Regions from separate parts of the Oncorhynchus mykiss genome. Here region 1 is linked to region 2. Evidence: chromatin contacts called from public Hi-C data. All regions are on one chromosome and are shown on one strand. The core of a region is the stretch at or near the end of the contact, and the rest is flanking DNA. Distances in the headings are between cores, read along the strand shown.

The links. A called contact is a pair of places that touch in the nucleus more often than the background predicts.
Region 1: a contact with region 2 is called in a Hi-C map of liver, with 7 times the contacts expected there. A contact is called at or near these places in 3 of 3 Hi-C or Micro-C datasets (blood and liver).

Annotation. Positions count from the first base shown.
Region 1 is chr6:58,050,707-58,054,101 of USDA_OmykA_1.1, reverse strand. No RefSeq gene overlaps it. Among protein-coding and RNA genes, the nearest start is that of LOC110526229, 84 kb to the left of the region's middle.
Region 2 is chr6:57,961,350-57,964,417 of USDA_OmykA_1.1, reverse strand. ccnd1 (G1/S-specific cyclin-D1) reads left to right here and starts at 1,610. Exons shown (of 5, transcript XM_021607016.2): 1 at 1,610-2,142. The coding sequence starts at 1,945.

The DNA.
Region 1 (3,395 bases), core at 517-3,016, 90 kb before region 2:
GCGGCCATGTGTACACCCAGAGAGCCACAGCCTAACGCCCCATGGCAGGGAAGAGATGCTGACGGCCTCACACACCCCCACCCACCATTGGCCCCATCCGTCTTCTCAAGGTCACTTGAAGGTCTCCCCTGTGCCTCTGTAGACAATACCTACCAACAAGGACTGATTCTCAACCAATATGTGCTTCTCCAAATGGTGTTATAACAATTTTATTAAATGTTATTGTAGTGATGGAAGAAGGGAAGACTTTTTCCCATCGTGTTTCCACATTCCACTGTTACTGTGTGACAGCTGGATGTTTTGGGTTCATGGTGAACTAATACTGAGCCACAGTCTCTCCTCCAGGCTTCCCAGCAAGAGAAGGAGAATTTGTAGTGGCAGACTTTATCTGCAGATGCCATCAGGCTCCATCAGCACTGAGGGGGATGTGATGTGACGTCTAAGAAATATTACTAGAACGAAAGCTGTGGTCACAGTTATCAATATTGACATTTACTTCCCGGAGTTTCATTTGTGTGGAGCACATGTTGCCATAACATGACGACAGGTCACTGTGCAATGTGACTGTCGATTCTAACACACCCTGAGACAGGGATGGGGGGGTGTTGAAGAATGTTTTGTTCTTACCACCGAGGGACCACAAGTGCCCCACCCGTCGTCAATGTTCCAAGGCAAGCCATTCTAACATGGGCTCATAGGCTTCCAAGAAATGCTTCATGTAGCTAATGTTGCAGATGGGGATGTCTCGAAGATATTGATTCCTACAAACGATTTGCCTCAACTTCTCTGCGGTCAGCATCTTTAGAGATTTTCCGTACTGACGCCATTAGCTAAGATGCAATAATGTATCCCAAATAGAATGTGGAAGTCAAGTTTTAATGTCACGTGAAATGCCTTTCTGACAAGCGCTAAACCCAACAATGCAGTAATCACTAGCAATATTATACTAAAAATAACACAAGGGAGAACAAAAACCCGTGAGAAATACAAATAGAAAATAAGAAGAACGCGAGAAAGTAAGTACTGTAAGCATAATATTTAAGGGTCAGTCAGTTCCAGTACCATACTTTATATACAATGTGCAGGGACACTGGAGTGGTAGAGGTAGATATGTATAGGGGTAATGTGACTCGGCATCAGGATATATGATATACAGAGATTGTATGTGAGTGGGTGTGTGTCTATCGGGTCAAGAAGTTATGCATTTGTTATCGATATCACAACATGGTTTCTTTAGAGTTGTAGAGCTGTAAAAACAGCCCCCGCACTTCCCTAGCTCAGCGGCACTTTGCAGCACCTCCTGTCAAAAGGCACTGTAAATGGGTTTAGCAATGCTAACGTTCCCACGTGAAATCCTCAGAGCAATATACTAGATCAAACACATTGTCAATGCTATTCCCTCTTGGGTTTCGTTGTCTTGGAACTGAGAAAGGTGGTTTTGTTCATTACCATCATGGGAGTCAATATACAGCTAGGTTATCCAGAATGTGAAAGTTGGATTTTACAGAAGTCCTTTGTCTTGTTGTAGTGGAAGATGTATTATTGTCGTACTAATATTTACCTATTGTTTGCATCAAATTACAATGCTCATTGCATATCGCAAATTTCCTACCTGGTCCACATAAGGTCCAAGTAGGACCACTGCAGCTATGAAAAGAGGGACAGAAAGAAGAAGAGCATGGCCAGGGCCTTGTGGAGTGTCTTGAAGCATATGGGAACCGGGCGCAGTTCCTCGTGGCTACCCCTAGGTGGTGCTTGCATTCCAACTCAACAAAGCTGCAGCAGAGGGTCTGCCAAGGTTAGAGTGGTGAGGAGAGGGCAGCAGACTGAGATATCCAGAGGGCTGAGGTAATGGCCAGCCAGACGGGACCTCTCCTCTCTCCAGCCACTATAAATAACCAGTGGGGTTTTCTCTGTGCTCTCCTCTGCTTAGGTCTAAGGAGACTGGGTCATGCCTCTGTGACCCTTGTCTATGCTAAGTCGGCAGAAAACGTTAACATCCGGTTTTCAGGGATACGGTGTTTTCAACCTAACTTCTGTTTCCCCTGAAAAAAAGGAAGTGGGACTTCCGCTCAGGCATATTTCTACGCCTGCTATGTTAGGTTACTGTGGGCCTACATGGGAGACAGAAGTCACTTCACAGGATGGTAGAGAGCGAGAGAGTGATGTGATGTGTGTGTGAAGATAGGAAAGGAGAGATTACTATTACCGAATATGTTGTATGATAGAACACTAGTGTGAAGGAGGAGTTTGTGAAGAACGACTATCTAAACTCAAAAGAGTAACTACAGAAATATAATATTGACCAATAATGCAGATTGTACATTTCACTTTTATTTAACTAGGCAAGTCAGTTAAGAACAATTTCCTATTTACAAAAACAGCCTACCAGAGAACAGTTGGTTAACTGCCTTGTTCAGGGGTAGGACAACAGATTTTTACCTTATCAGCTCAGGGGTTTGATCCAGCAACCTTTCGGTTTCTGGCCCAACACTCTAACCACTAGGCTACCTGCCGCCACATGACAGGGATATCTTTTGTTAGCACACACTCCTGCTACACAATGCGTCAAAGCCACCCACTCTTGTCTAGAGCATGTAACTCCTCAGGTATTTGTGTGGTTTCTAAGTATGTGTTAATAGCACTAGGACGCTACTGAACAAAATGAACAGCTACTGTAGCTCTTGTGGTGGGCCATGTGGACGTATTGGTAGGAACTACAGAGCATTCTATTTAGCCAAATGTGAAAAGCTAAAAACACGTTAGGGGTCATGACTTTATGACATCAACATTCCAACAAACAATATTCCTTACATTTCACTAAGAGTATGAAAAGGGGATCTATTCCACCCAAAGCAAACCATAGGCATTTACTTTTTATTAACCTCAAGGCCTCTCAAAATCCAACGTTTTGCTCTTCATATAAATAGACTTTCCGCCAGGGCAACTTTAAGCGAGGCCAAATCCGAATGGTATTCCAAGCATTGATCTTTCATCAGGGAAGAATATCTGGCTGGGAATTCTGCAATTACCTCAGTCTGCCTTATATATATTTTTTTGTACAACCATGCTACTCTTTTGTTTGAGGCGGAGAATCTATTGTTCTAGTTAGTTCATCTGTTTATTCGTCCTGCTTTTAGTAGTTTGTAGTAGTGGTGTATGTTGTTCTTTATGTGACTCTTTGTGTGCGTGTGTGTGTGTGTGTGTCTGTGTGTGTGTGTGTGTGGGGGGGGGGGGGGGGGGGGGGGCTTATGCATTCCATGGCTGAAGCTTCTGTCTGTCTCCACATAGTCCCCCAGCCCCACCTGCTTCCCCCAGCTAGTTGTTGCTCTGGGTTCTCATGGGACGGTAATCTACAACAAAGGCCTCCCAGCCCACACACTAGGCAGAGTAAT
Region 2 (3,068 bases), core at 361-2,860:
TAATGTTAAAAAAATATGACAAAAGTTGAAAAGAGTGCAATAATGTGCAACGTGGGTGATAAGAATACTAGGCCTACCTTATAGGCCATATGGGTAATGATAAAAATCACAAAGATGCTAACATCGATTTTGATTGAAAAAAAGTTTAGTTTAAAAACTTGTAAAGGTGAATGACTCACCCACATTCAGTCAGGAATAGCAAGTCTTGACAAAAAGAAAGCCTCTTTCGGTACTTTTAGGTAGCTATTCAATAGCCTATGGAGAAGAATGTTAAGAATGCGAAAAGCTCCTATTCCTATTGAAACGACTGAGATTAATGCGACTCTTAGAAAAATTGTGACAAATATGATTTTGACTAGTCACGGAATTGATCCCTTATTTAGATCCTCTTCCACACAACAACAATATTGATATTCTGCTCCCATGACTTGCAACTCTTCTAAAGGCAAAAGAACATACCTACCTTTCTTTTCAAAATGTACCTTTTTGTTATTTTTTGAATGTTACATAACAGAACAGTTCACGCGTTTCATATTTGGCCTACAGCCAATGGTATTTTAACCAATCACATGATTATCGGTAACTTTAATCTGAATACAACATTTCAACACTCTCATCATAAGTGCTTGGTCGTCTTCTGCCTGGTAACAGCAATTCCTCCTATTGGTTTAGACTAATTTCGGTCTCCTCCCTAGTCAGAGAGAGAGAGAGAGAGAGAGAGAGAGAGAGAACTTGTGTGTGTGAGTGTAATATTTACTGTTCACTTTTTATTGTTCATTTCACTTTTGTTTATCCATTTCACTTGCTTTGGCAATGTAAACATATGTTTCCCATGCCAAGGAAGCCCCTTGAATTGAATTGAGAGAGATAAGAGGGGGGGGGGGGTCAGTTTATTTAAACTTTTGTTTCAGTCACCACGTTATTCATCTTGTACATTACAATTTCCACACACACAGCACTGTAAAGTGAGGTAGTGCACTTTTGTTGTGACAAGTTTTAATGCCGTAAAATTAAACTGAAACCTGAAATCAATATTGATAATAGGCTAATTTGTCTAAATTAAAGATGTTTATAGTGCAATTATTATTAGATTAGGCTTTAACGTAAACGACTTTGCACATCGTGTTTTACTCTTGAAATATTAAATTGCCTGCCTTATTGAATGGCTCTGATAGTTTTATATGCTTTTTACAGGTTTTGTGATGCATAGGTCTATTGAATATGCCTGCAATCTGAACAAGTATATGAATTGCTGCATAATGATTACGTTAAAGTGATTTAAAAAATACATGTCGCACTGTTAAATGTCTTTGTGTGTTAGAAGCTTGCCCATGTGCTCACCTCATGTTCGACTGGGTGACGAGAAGAGAAGCCGGAGCTATTCTCAGAGCTTTTTTAGAGGAAAGTTTCATGAGTGTGTCTATACCGCCCCCTATCAAAATTGAACCAATTCACATTAATCTCTGCATAACCAACTTCCCTATACTGACACTGGCCCTACATCCCTTCTCCCTCAAACCCCCACCACTCAGCGTACGTTCTCTTCAACCCCTCCTGACTCCCCTCCGCTGTATAGGCTACGCCACCCAGAATACTGGGACCTCCCATTTCCATACCTATAGGAGTGGATAAGCAGCGATTGGAAGGACTTGGAAACTTTAGAGGGGTAGTTCTTTAGAGTGATCCTCCTCTCTCTATAGACTCCTTAGCTCGGCTCTCTCAGACTCGCTGTTGCTTTGATATCCTCCTTAACAACAGTTAACGTCATCGCATAGCCCTCTGAAGGGGAGTTTTGTCTAGAAGGGTGAAGCGTTGGAGCTCTCAGAGGGCTTACACTGTAGGAGCAGCAAGCAGCATCCACGGAGCCTCACTCACTCCTAACAAGAAGCACATATTTTGATTATTTATTCAGCCCAGAAAACGCAAGATACTACCGCAAAAGATATGGAGCACCAGCTGCTGTGCTGTGAAGTGGAAACCATCAGAAGAGCTTACCAAGACGCCAACTTACTAAATGACCGAGTTCTACAGACAATGCTCAAAGCAGAGGAAAATTATCTCCCGTCTCCGAATTACTTCAAGTGTGTCCAGAAAGAAATAATACCTAAAATGAGGAAAATTGTGGCTACATGGATGTTAGAGGTGTGTACATTTATGATGTCTCGATGTATTGCTTAAACGTTTGTGTCCTAACACTAACCATGCCCTTTGGACGCAATGTATTGAATTGGTCGTTTTATGCATCGCACGTTTATTCTTTCCAAGCATGATCATTCATATTATGTAAACATACTGACATGTAGTAGGCTAATGTTTCATTTGTAACGGTTGTCCAAGTAGGCTAAAATAGATTTGGAACACTGTTGTAGCCTATTAGGCTATTTCCAAGGTATTGTGTGTGTTCAGTAGTTACAACACTTGCAATGTAGCTGCTCGATTCTTTTCTTTGTCGGGACATAGGAAATGTATTTAGATTGAAAAATTGTTCCAAATTAATAGCAATGTACACGTATGCAGTCTTACTCTTGCCAGTATTATGCGCCATCTTTGTTGTCGTATGCGTAGGTTTTTAATATCATTAAAAATCTTTAATAATGTCGGCAATGACAGTAACTCAATCAGCAAGTCGAAAAGTATATCTTGGGTATGCATTTATAATCCTGTCGCACAGATAGAGAAAAATGATTATATAAAACCATAAAGTTTTGTTTCGGCTTACCAATCAGGCTGCTGTTCCTGCAGTTTCTGAAGGTCGCTCTGGAGACATGATAATTTTCACAGAAATGTTAAATAAGAATGCATTTTCAATGGTCGGATATGATACTATATCGATTAATCAACATTTACATGTAGTTAGAGATTGAGTCTTGTGTCTACATACATTTTTTATTAATTTCAGAAATTGTGAGTCCGCACAAGATCTAAATGTCGCACGCTCCACGAGAAAGAGCGGTGTCTTGTAAATTAAATGTTTTTTATATGTTTACTATATTAAAGTTCGACACATCTTAAAACTATCCGATAAGGTATATGATAAGGATCATTTACATGCTAATTTCACAAACCGG